3 separate regions of the Hordeum vulgare genome follow, and regions 1 and 2 are each linked to region 3. The links are chromatin contacts, called in public Hi-C maps. All regions are on one chromosome and are shown on one strand. Each heading gives the region's core, a stretch centred on a gene start, on an enhancer-like site or on the middle of the called end of the contact. The rest is flanking DNA. Distances are from core to core; before and after follow the strand shown.

Region 1 (3,794 bases), core at 754-3,253, 240 kb after region 3:
CGAAAGACTGCCAACTGGATCTTCTATCTCTCCCTAATAATAAAGCAAATAGGGTTTCTGGTCGTCCGTCATGAAAATTACCCCTAAAGTTTGCATAAATTACCCACCATGCCACCGGTAAGTAATAGAAAACGTTTCACAAAGCAAAAAATCATGGACTGGGCCGGCCAATGTAAAAACCTCCTATATTACGCTCTGCATGCTGGAAAAATATCCAGCACACCGTATGGGCCGGCCCATGCACAGGCGTCTGCTTTTAGTTTCTTATTTATTTATTTTCAGTTCTGTTTTATTTTTTTATTTTAAATAATTTAGAACTTCAAATAATCTTTAAAATTAATAAACTGAAAATTATAAATCAGCATATTTAAAAAATAAAATGTTTGTGACTTGAAAAACTGCCCGGAGTTTTGTATAAAATGCTCGCATATTATACAATAAAATGTTGCAATTTTAGAAAAATATTTGTACAATAAGAAAAGTCCATGATTTCAAATACAGTTCCATGTATTCTAATTGAAAATATGTTAATGCATTGAAGAAATGTCCTAAAATTTTAAAAATAGCTAATGCCTATTTTGATAGTTTATTTTTTATTTAAAATTTTCCATTCCATTTTTGTTTATTTCTAATTTAAATAATTTATAATTACATAAACTTTTCCATATTAAAAAATAGGAATTTTGAAAATAAAATGCTGACGAAAACATAATGTCCATGAACTTAATAAATATATTACTGATTTATAACAATGTTCATGTATTTAATAAATATATTACTGATTTATAAAAATGTTTGTTTATTTAGAAAAACTTCATGCGTTTCAAAAAATGTTTGTGAATTTAAAATAAAATCCTCCAACATAAAAAATTATGTTCGCCTTAAACCCGTTCAAAATATAAAAAATATTCACGATTTTTGTAAATGTTTGTAAATAGTAAAAAATGTTCTCGATTTTAAAATTGTTCCCATATTTGTAAAATTGTTCATGAAAGATCTAATGTGTGTAGTTAAATATTAATGCTTCTAAGTCTTTGTGACAATATAACTATGTGAATTTTGAAGAATTAACTGTTGGATGGATCGAATTATTACTGTATATTTTCAATTTTTTTTATTGAAATTCATAATAAATCTTTAAGTTACCAAGAATTTTGACAACCATGATATATATTTTTTGAAAATGTAAAGATTGCTTCAACTTGTGAATAAATTTAACAGAAGAAACATTTTCTTGCGTTTGTGCATAAAATTTCAAAATCAAGCGATGATATGTGAACATAATATGGTCACCATCATTGAAGATTATGTTTTTTTCGTGGCAATGCACGGGCCATTTTGCTAGTTGTACTAATTATAAATTGTTGATCACTAAAAAATTAATTTACGAATGAATAATGATTATTCGAATTATTAACTTATATGTACTCAAAATATAGATATTAGCTTATATCAATTCGCCGTCGGGATCCCTCCTTCATATATATTTTATTTTTTGGGATCCCTCGTTCGTGTATGTTTTAGTTTTTCTGACGTAATATACCTTGTTTAGTTATTAATTAAAAAATAGTTTTTCTATTATATACTGTTATTTTATAACCTTTCTAGAAAGAGATCAACACTAACACACTTGTTTGATGGTTCCGGCAGCAATTTTAAATTTGCACTTAAATTTCAAAATGTAGCTTTATATGCTAGGCAGCGAGCATGAACGGCACATATATAGTTATATTATATATTGATTGTTTTCCTTCTTAGCTCTGCCACACGCCCACATCTAAAAATTATTTCAGTCTCCGCCACTGCCCGCATTATTGGAGTATGGCGCTCGACGGAGAGGTCAAATCGCCGTAAGTACCGAAAGCAACGATACACATCAAAAAGGAAAAAAAGAACTACTGAAAGAAACGGGCGATGCTACTGAAAGGAACGGGCGGTGCCAGATTCAAACGAAACGGCATGGACTGTCCTATCCTAACGTGCCACACGGCACGTCAGACCCACGTACTTTTCTCGTGATCAATCAAACGTGTCAGTCAAGGTTGTATCGCGTAGCGGCAGCGTGGCCAGCTCCAGGCGCAGCGTGACGTTTTCCTTCTTGTTGCATAGGTGGAAGCTTCTGGTGGAGTAGTGGTCGATGGAAAATAATTGGAAGGAATGGGCGGGACATTGCAGCAAACCGTCCCGCTGTGTTCCTGATAATAACGAGATTTACTACAAACTTGTCAGTGCACCCTAATCAGTAATTCTTTTTTCCGACAACATGAGTTTTTGTTAATATTGAATATATAAACAAATTACTATGAGATTTAATCCGAACAAGCAGTAAATAAATCATGACGATAGACACAAAGATTAAATTAATTATGCGAATTAGCATAATAGACGAATATATGAAAAGTCTATAGCAGAGACTAGAAATAAAAAGTTTAGGACGATCTCAAGAAGAGGGGACATAATTGCATACGGTGCAGCGGGAGTCGAACAACCGGTGTTGATGTTGTCGTCCATGTCGTTGAGGAAGAGGTTGCCGAGATTGGGAAGAAGTGTCATTGAGGAAATCGTCGCTACCAGCAGTTGTAAAACATCATCGCCCCTTCCCCGTACAGAATCACGAGAGGCGGGGTTCAGGAGGCTTGCTGTCCCTTCTCACGGTTCACGCCGGAAGGAGGGATAGAGAAGTCTCGGATGGCGGCGCAATGATCTGGAATGGTGCGAAACCATATATTGCATCGTTGGCTAGGGTTGGGAGGGACCTCATGTGTGTGTGTGTCTATATATATATATATATATATATATATATATATGTGTGTGTGTGTGTGTGCGTGCGTGCGTGTGTGTGTGTGTGTGTGTGGGCGCGCGCACGCGCAGAGGTGTCGAGAGATGTGGACTCGACCCACGTCTGAGTCGGTTTCAGCCCACTATCCAATTGTGATAGCCTCGCTTATTAGGGATGATAGATTACTCATATCAATAAAAACTTCCTTCTTTTCCGGGAGTCCATTCGAGCAGAACTCCCAGGTTAAGCATGCTTAGCTTGGAGTAGTTCTAGGTTGGGTGACAGACCGAGAAATTGATCCAGGATGCGCATTAGTGAGGACAAAGTGCGCAGAAAAGACTAGTATTGATATGTGGGGTCAGTCTAGATCCCGCCAGGAGTAACGACCGCCGACGGGTGTGTCCGGGATGTTACACCAATGTCTCAGATCATGGCGCGTCTGCTAAGGACTCTCCATTCCTGAGTGGGAAAAATAAGCTAGGTATGAACTCGTCTCGGCTCAACCCTGCAACCCGCAACGCGTCGTGGTGAGGCAAGCGAGGAGGAGGAATGCGCGATGGCCTCTTCTCTTCCCAGTCCCTTACAAGTGCTAGAAAAGCTCACCTTATAAAAAGGTGTAGCTATCTCCCAACTTATATGGGCCATGAGAATTTCAGATTTTAGATGGGCTTTGGGCCAAAAGGCCTAATAGAAAAAATCCAACAACCCTCACAAAGTCTCATTGCCACACCTCATCTCTTAGTTCCAAAACATTGTTTATATACCGGTTCTTGATAGAGAGTGTTAAGTTGAACTTCAATTTAAAATTTATGCTACACTAGTACACGCCTTGAATAGTGGGCTATGCCTTAAACTACAAGCCTTTTGTAAGACTAGTTTCACATAAATCCTTGATCAATACTGGGCTGCCGCAAGGTTTAAGCGCGGTGGATCATATACATCATATAGGGCCTTTCATGAATTCATTTGAGAACACCCAATTCTCACAGACTGCGATATTTAAGAGTCAAATCTC
Region 2 (3,848 bases), core at 378-2,877, 180 kb after region 3:
TACATATTCCCCGAGAGCAACTCGTTGGGGAGCACTCCCTCAAAAGCCTCCCAACGATCATTCACATGTGCTGCCATGGCGCGTTCTCAGTCGTTGCCACGTGTCGCACTATGAGCGTTCCATTCGGTCATTTTTTCCGCACGCGTTTTTTGGCTTTTTAGATTGGTTTTATCCGAGTTTTTTGGTGTTCCGTTTTTTCACCGGTCTTTTGTAGCTTTTGGACAAAAAAACAATTTTTTGCACGAAAAAACGCATTTTTTGGATTTTTACGAAAGGCACGGTTTTGCTTTCACTGACGTGCCTCTCAGAAAGGAAAAAACGAGAGGCGATATTTTGCTTCTGTAAGAGGCATGATTTTCCCTTAGCGTGAGGCACGACCGTGCCTCTCGGAAAGAAAAAAAATCTAGGTTTTTTATGAGAGGCACGGGTTCTCTTACGCGAGAGGCACGGTTGCCCTCGCGAAAGGCACGGCCGTGCCTCTCACAAAGAAAAGAACATGTTTTCTACTTTTTTCTACGAGAGACACGGTTTCGCTTCCGCAAGAGGCATGATTTTGCCTTCCCGAGATGCACGAAAACATGGTTTTTTGTGTGTTTTTTCATAAAAAAGATCGTTAAAACCTACCAACATGTGGTCTAGTTTTAAAGATCTCGATGCGAGAAACCCAACGGTAAAAATGGTTCGAGATTTGAATGCACGGTTTAAAGATAAAAAAATTTAAAAATACGAATCTATTAAAAAAAGGGAAAACTCCCACATGTTTCACTTGTCGCAACCTCGAAAGGCAAGAGTGATTTTTAAAAGATATACTCTTTAATTTGTGATTTCTCTATTCCCCGTGCGACACGTGTATGCTCTCTATGTGTTTCAAACCGGCCCAAGGAGTATAGTTCCCGCTTCCAGTTTTTGGAACGTTCTAGAGCATTTCAAGATCTTTTTCTTTTTTCTTTTTTCATGTTCTTTTTATTTAATATCCAATTTTTGTTTCGTTTCGCGAACATTATGACTTAATTGAATTAAAAATGATCAAATACAAAAAAATCATCAAATACAAAAGGTTAATCAAAACTGAAGTAATATTCATCATTGCTTTGAAAACTGTTCACAAATTTCCAATAAAGTCATCAAATTCAAAATTATTCGTATAGTTCAAAACTTGTCCATACGATTCTATATTTGAATATATGAACAATTACTACCAATTCGAGAACGGTTCTATAAGTTGCGAACATGTTGGAGAAATTATGAACATTCTTTTCAATAATAAAAAATTTCTTTATTCGTGATCATTTTTACAATAAAATATTTTTGTCTAATTATTAATATTGTACAAACTCCTTATCATTTTTTCTAGACCCATGGACATTTTTTTTATTCATGAACATTTTTACAAATTCACAGAATGTTTTTACAAATTCACAAATACTTTTAATAAAAAACGTTTTTGCAAATTCGTGGTAATTTTGAAATTACATTTATTTTTAATCCTGGACATTTTTTAATGAAGTGAATGAAACAGAAACAAAAAAATGAAAGAGAAAAAACAGGTGCAGCCGACCCCACGTGGCGAGGCCCAAAGTCGCGCCTCGGCAAGCAATGGGTGTGCGTCGGTTGGGGAAGAGGCCAGGGACTCATCCAGAATAGAGCGGACGTATGGTGTTGGCACTTCACGCCGAATGGTAGGCTGGCCCACATGACAAGTGCTCAAATCGCCCTTGCTCGAGGGCTGCTTGTGGGGTCCCCGTTGACCAGTTGACTATTCAAACCATTAACTTCAAAGATACTAAAACAAAACATTATAAAAATCCTAAAAATTGAGATTTCAAAAAAGCTCATTCAGATTTTTTTAAATCCATCAAATTTAAAAAAAGGTTCACAAAACGTTCATTCATTTGAAATAGAGTTCATTCAATTCGAAAAAAGTCATCAAATTTTTTTTTAATTATTCATTCCGAAAAGTTCAAAAAAAATTTAAAAAGTTCATAGATTTTTAAGAATAGTTCATAGAATTTTTTTTAAAGAAAGTTCATTAAATTTGAAAAAAAATCATGTATTCCAAAAAATTGAATTTGAATAAAATTTCACCAAATTTGGAAAGCACTCTTCAATCTTGGAAAAGTTTCATCCAATTTGAAAAAACTTCATGTAATCTAAAAATAGTTGATGGAATTTGAAAAAGTGTTCATCAAATTTGTAAAAAAATCGTCAATTTTAAAAAGGTTCACCGATTTGAAAGAAGGCGATATTCTTAAATAAAATCACTCATTTAGAAGAACAAAAAAGGAAAGAAAAGGGAAACAAGGAAAAACTGAATAAAACCCTTTGTAAACTAAACCGTAATTTGGGAAAATCTATTTGGGATTCTTGTGGAAGCTTCACAAACCCGGGCTTTCGTGAACATGAAGAAACGAAATAAAATGCAGAAGCAAAATTTCTTTGCGCACTAGAGAGGCGATGTCCCGGTGGTTAGAGAGTTTGAATCTCAATTCACACACATATTTTAACATTTCTAAAAGACAATAGCAAACATAATGGGCTGGCCTAGCTTGGGCAATGTAATGGGTGCCTGGTGCGCCAAATAGATGTGCAGCGGACGTATATATTGAACTAGGACATATGTCTGTGCGTTGTAACGGAAAGAAAAAAATTAGCGTGCATGTACAAACACAAAAACATGCGCTTCGGCACAAAGAAAACTTTCATCCTTTAAAATGACCACCAATGCAGTACGACATCTGAACGATGCCATCGCGAGCAGACACACAAACAAACTGAGGTTTAGAAGAAATGTGGAACCATGATATACTCTGTTTGCAAGGTATTATTATTAGACTGATGGATCACTTAGTATCAACCACACAATAATGATAAAATAAGACTTGGTGTCGATGGCAAGGATGCGAGGTTACACATATTTTCCCCTTATATTGTTCTAGACCGAACAGGTTCAGACTAAAACCTCCCTTCAATAGCCAACAATTATTTTCTATAATGCATGTAGAGACGTCATGCATCTCATGCACACTTCCATCCATCTTTTTTCATGCACAATTCCTTTCATCCTTGCATTCCATAATAATTCCCTAACAATTCCTTTTTATAGTGCATGTAGAGACGTCATGCATCTCATTCCTTTTAATCATCCAATCTCCTTGCATCCCATAATAATCCTCATATCCTTCCATCCTTTCATAACCCACAATTTCCTTTCACAAGGTACGTATGTGAAAGCACATATACTTCCTTGGTGATTTTCATAATTCATGACAACGTACATTGTCGCTTGAACCAACAATTTTACCTAGATGTTTCAGGTTTAGTCCATGAAGTGTTGTGGCTTAAAGTTTATGTGCAGATGCCCCTGGATGCAAGAATGGAATAATATTGGCTCAGACTTCAAGCAAGAAGACTCTTTATTTTATATTTGTGAGAAATCACTTTTGAGTCCATAGAAAAGCCAATACTATTAAAAGGGGGTGAAGTAGTAAAATGAACTCATTGCTCAAATGCTCAAAGTTAGCCACCAAAACACTCAGTCATTTTTTCCACATATCCACTCAGTCAAGTTCCACATATACAAATTCCGTGTAACTAACACTGCCATATCGGAACCATCGAGTTTGAACCTAATACATAACCCTAGCCATTCCCACCAAATCGGTGCAACCGAAACTGCATCGGTGCTACTGAGTTTGGGTGACCAACATTCTGTTGTCGAGATACACAAAAACGGAATTCCCGATTTTGAGTATCGGCGCCACCGAGTTTGGCCATCTGACCGTTAGTCACCTTTTCGGTGCCACCGAGTTCTCTATATCGGTCTCACCGAGATTCAAAAGTTCACACAT
Region 3 (3,933 bases), core at 737-3,236:
CACACATGACCTGAATCAACCTACTCTAGGAATTATGGATGGAATTAACTTCTGCAATCACTGCCTGTTACATCACCTTTTTTAATTACTCACATGCCTTGTTGATTTCCTTCTAAGGCCATATCAGAAAAGGATATCTCACCTGCGCACGGACTAGTGACTTTTGCCCATTTTCGTATGTGTTTTATGCTTAAGAAAGCGCAGAGTGAAGCAAACATCTACAGGAGTTTGTTCTCTGTATGTACTCCTACAACGTAAAAAAGAGAGCATGTACTGCCTCCTGAGTGATGTACTACAGTATTTTCTGTATTGCCTAAGCGTCCGTTTCAGTTTATAACTGTTTTGACCTAATTGGAAGATGAAAGTTGAGCTGCGCTATCGAATCATATGTATTCCAGGGTATAGTTTTCCGCGTGAAATGGTCAACCAGAATCGCAAGGAAATTTGCGATATTTGCATGTCCCGGAAATGTTCGTTTCAAGTGACGACCCTGAATTGAATATTATGTACCTAGTTCCTTTGAGCGGCTTGTTTCTGATTGGCCTCCAACGTCCTCCTTCGCTTTCTCAAGAATGCCTGAGCCCTTCTCCAAGATTGCTTCAATGCCGGCGTTCACATCCTCTTGAACCTTTGCTGCCCTGTCTTCAGCGTCTGTAGATGAGGCCCGAAAGGTCAGGGTGGAGGAAATTATTAAGGTTACATATAGCCAACTGTCTGTCAAGACTTGGGACAGCTAATTCGGGAGAAGTGCGCAATGCATTAAAAATTCTGAGAGCTAATATCAAAATTATTAAATTACATCATTTCAACTCTGAAACATTATAGTATGATTAAGTATTGCTGTTGTCCAGCTGTCTTGTTTATGTCAGTGTCAGAATTTTTCTTCTTCTGGTGTAAACGCAAAAGTGTTTTCAGAATAAGTATTTCTGTTTTCTGAACATATCTATTCATCAGAAAATAAGAGGATACATTAGCGATTCTATTTTCATTTGTTTGACTCGCGAGATGTCTTTACTGAACTCACCATGGGATTTGAGCAACCAAAAATACACCTAGTTATGACAAAACTCTACTGCTATCAGTTAAAGTAGTAGTACTTATTATGACAAACAGTATGAAAGGTTCAAGAGCTGAGATGATGAAGAGGTTTTGTTGGAAGCTGGAGGGGCATTCTTGTAAGAGAGCATCCTTTTGCCTCTAAAATGAACGAAACGAAACAACTAACCGTTCTTGGCTGATTTGATGCTTCCTGCAAGGGCACCAAAGCCTCCCTTGGCGCGATCGAAGAAGTCGTTCTTCCCGCGGCTATCTTTGTCCTTCTTGGGCGACGATGCATCGGTGTTTTTCACTTTCTTGGAATTCTTGCGCTGGAAAAACATTTCGTTCTGTGCTTCCTCTTACACTGCAAGAGTTGGTGTAAAAAAGAGCATGTATAAAACAACATACCGCCTGCTGTAGCGTACTCAAGAATGCTAAATGCTACAGCAAGTTGTACTGATCCATTGTTGTTGCTTCGGATCTACTCCCTATGTTCCAAAATAAGTGTGTCAACCTTAGCATAACTTTGCACAGTTGCACTAGTTGTGAATAACTTGTGTCTTAAAAGGTACAAGATGAAGACAGCAATCTCCTTGTAATAGCTAGCTTAGTTTGAATTTGGAAGCAAATCCATGGTTGTCCTGAAGCATTATCTGTATTGCCTCATGTAGCAACCAGGTTCGTTCATGGTTACTGAAAATTGAGGAGGGACCCAAGCAAAATGCGCTGATACTCACAACAAAAAGAAAATGATCCGACCATCTAACCACCTATATAACTCATTAACACCCATCTAATCATTCCAAAAAGCGCTAAAAAAGGAGGAAAAGAAAAGGGAGGACAGCAAGAGATATCTTACCTACTTTGCTGGGTACGATGAGAAAAATGGAGAGGAGTTGCAGCAGAGGAGAAGAGGGACAGGGGATATGCAGAGGAATAAAATGCTCCTCCCTTTATGGCTTCCAGCATTGGAGTCGTTGCTTCAATTCAATCGGATCCGGGCGCCCCAACCCGCAACCGGCAGCTTCGAAGTTTCCTGGCTAAAACTTATGAAACTGGTCATTGCATTTCTTTATCTAGTAAACCAACAACACGAGATCAAAACGCGGTTACTAGTTTATGAGCATGGTTTCTGTGTTGACTTAACCAGCACAAGCATGCTTATCGGCGTGTGACGACCACGTGTAGCGTGTAGGATTTGCAGGTAACAGGAAACTTTAAGTCGAGGCTGAAGTGCTACACAAGGAGTCTCATTAGCCTATCTCGTGCACTCACTTTAGCGTGTACGTACGTCGCAACACAAGGCAGACTTGAAGCAAATAGTTTTGTCCTAGTCTTCGCGGATAGGATACGTACATACTCCCTCCGTTCCTAAATATAAGTCTTTGTAAAGATTTCACTAGTAAACTACATACGGATGTATATAGACATACTTTAGACTATAGATTCACTTATTTTATTCTGTATGTAGACCTTTAATGAAATCTCTTAAAAGACCTATATTTAAAAACGGAGGGAGTAGTTTGGATGCCCATCGCTGTAACGGATCCGAGCTCCAATTTGCGTATTGTTCGACAGGCAGTAGCGTCTGGAAAACCGACACAGATGGATACATGCTTTTATTTGGAGAAAGAAGAAGAGATTAACCGCGGATACGTACGCTACTGATCGGACCAACACGTGTGCATCTGCCGTGTTCTCTCGCGCATTGAAGCGTTCCCTGTGACTGAGGGCATGTGGTTATCAACAACGTATTTGAAGGTCACACTCATCTGGTCGGTCTCGATTGCGTGATCGGATATTTCCCTCCGTTGTGAGACGCACGTACTCCACTCCATTTGTATTCCTGGTGGTTGCCAACTTCCTATAGAATGCATGACTTGACCCTCCGTTTCCTTTATAAAAAAGAATATACTCACTCCCTAAAAGAATATAAAAGCATTTAGATCACTTAGGAAAGGACTACTTAGAAGATACTCCCTCCGTCCCAAAATTCTTGTCTTAACTTTGTCTAAAAATAGATGTATCTAAATATTAAAACTTGACTAGATACATTCATATCTAAACAAATCTAAGACAAGAATTTTAGGACAGAGGGAGTATCAATTATGCCCTACGTCCCTACCTTTGCATCAACATGACTAAAAAACATGGAAGATGCACATAGTTAAATTATTACCGATGAGCCCTGTATAGACCCCGTTCACCTTTCCCCCCCTAACCCTAGGAGTCTAGGGTAGACTCTTTACTCCAAGTTTCACCGACGAGCCCGTGAATTTGCCTACCGTCTGTCCGTCCGTCCGACGGCTGTAGCGAGGAGGAGAATTCTTGTTCATCCGTTTGGTTACTAGTTTAGGCCACGCTATTTCACCCACCATAGATGCAACGCTCAAGTGAATGGTGGTGCTTCTTCTTCAAGTTGTCTTCCGGGCTAGGATCCTTCTCGAGTCCGTTTGTATAGACGTAATTGATGGACCTCCCCGTAGATTCCCGCCACTCAATGTAGAGGTGAGGTTAGGATTTCTTGTCACATTGCGAGATTTGATGTCATGTGCTTCAGATCTGTGCAAAGATTCAATGGCTACAACTGCGGCTCCACGGCGTTGGTCCACGAAGATTTTTCGGTTGTCATCAACAAGGTCAAACCAGCTCCAGTACGGGAGCGGCGACAACTGCGGCTCCACAACGTTGGTCCTGAGGGACACGTGCATGAAGATTTTTTGGTTGCCATCAACAAGGTCAAATCGGCTCCAGTACGGGAGCGGTGACAACTGCGGCTCCATGGCATTTGTTCTTAGGGGGCACATGCATGAAGATTTCTCGGTTGTCATCGACAAGGTCAAACCGGCTCCAATACGGGAGCGACGACAACTGTGGCTCCATGGCTTTGGTCCT

The links. A called contact is a pair of places that touch in the nucleus more often than the background predicts.
Region 1: a contact with region 3 is called in a Hi-C map of leaf, with 3 times the contacts expected there. The contact joins the enhancer-like site here to the promoter of LOC123443739 in region 3. A contact is called at or near these places in 2 of 6 Hi-C or Micro-C datasets (leaf and seedling).
Region 2: a contact with region 3 is called in a Hi-C map of leaf, with 4 times the contacts expected there. The contact joins the enhancer-like site here to the promoter of LOC123443739 in region 3. A contact is called at or near these places in 2 of 6 Hi-C or Micro-C datasets (leaf and seedling).

Annotation. Positions count from the first base shown.
Region 1 is chr3H:323,068,713-323,072,506 of MorexV3_pseudomolecules_assembly, forward strand. No RefSeq gene overlaps it. Among protein-coding and RNA genes, the nearest start is that of LOC123443739, 240 kb to the left of the region's middle. Within about 2 kb of position 2,004, at least 2 of the 3 cell types and tissues checked have open chromatin away from gene starts, as enhancers often do. A contact at or near this core is called in leaf, where this site is marked.
Region 2 is chr3H:323,005,419-323,009,266 of MorexV3_pseudomolecules_assembly, forward strand. No RefSeq gene overlaps it. Among protein-coding and RNA genes, the nearest start is that of LOC123443739, 180 kb to the left of the region's middle. Within about 2 kb of position 1,628, at least 2 of the 3 cell types and tissues checked have open chromatin away from gene starts, as enhancers often do. A contact at or near this core is called in leaf, where this site is marked.
Region 3 is chr3H:322,826,712-322,830,644 of MorexV3_pseudomolecules_assembly, forward strand. LOC123443739 reads right to left here and starts at 1,987. Exons shown (of 5, transcript XM_045120256.1): 1 at 1,898-1,987; 2 at 1,226-1,402; 3 at 511-651. The coding sequence starts at 1,379.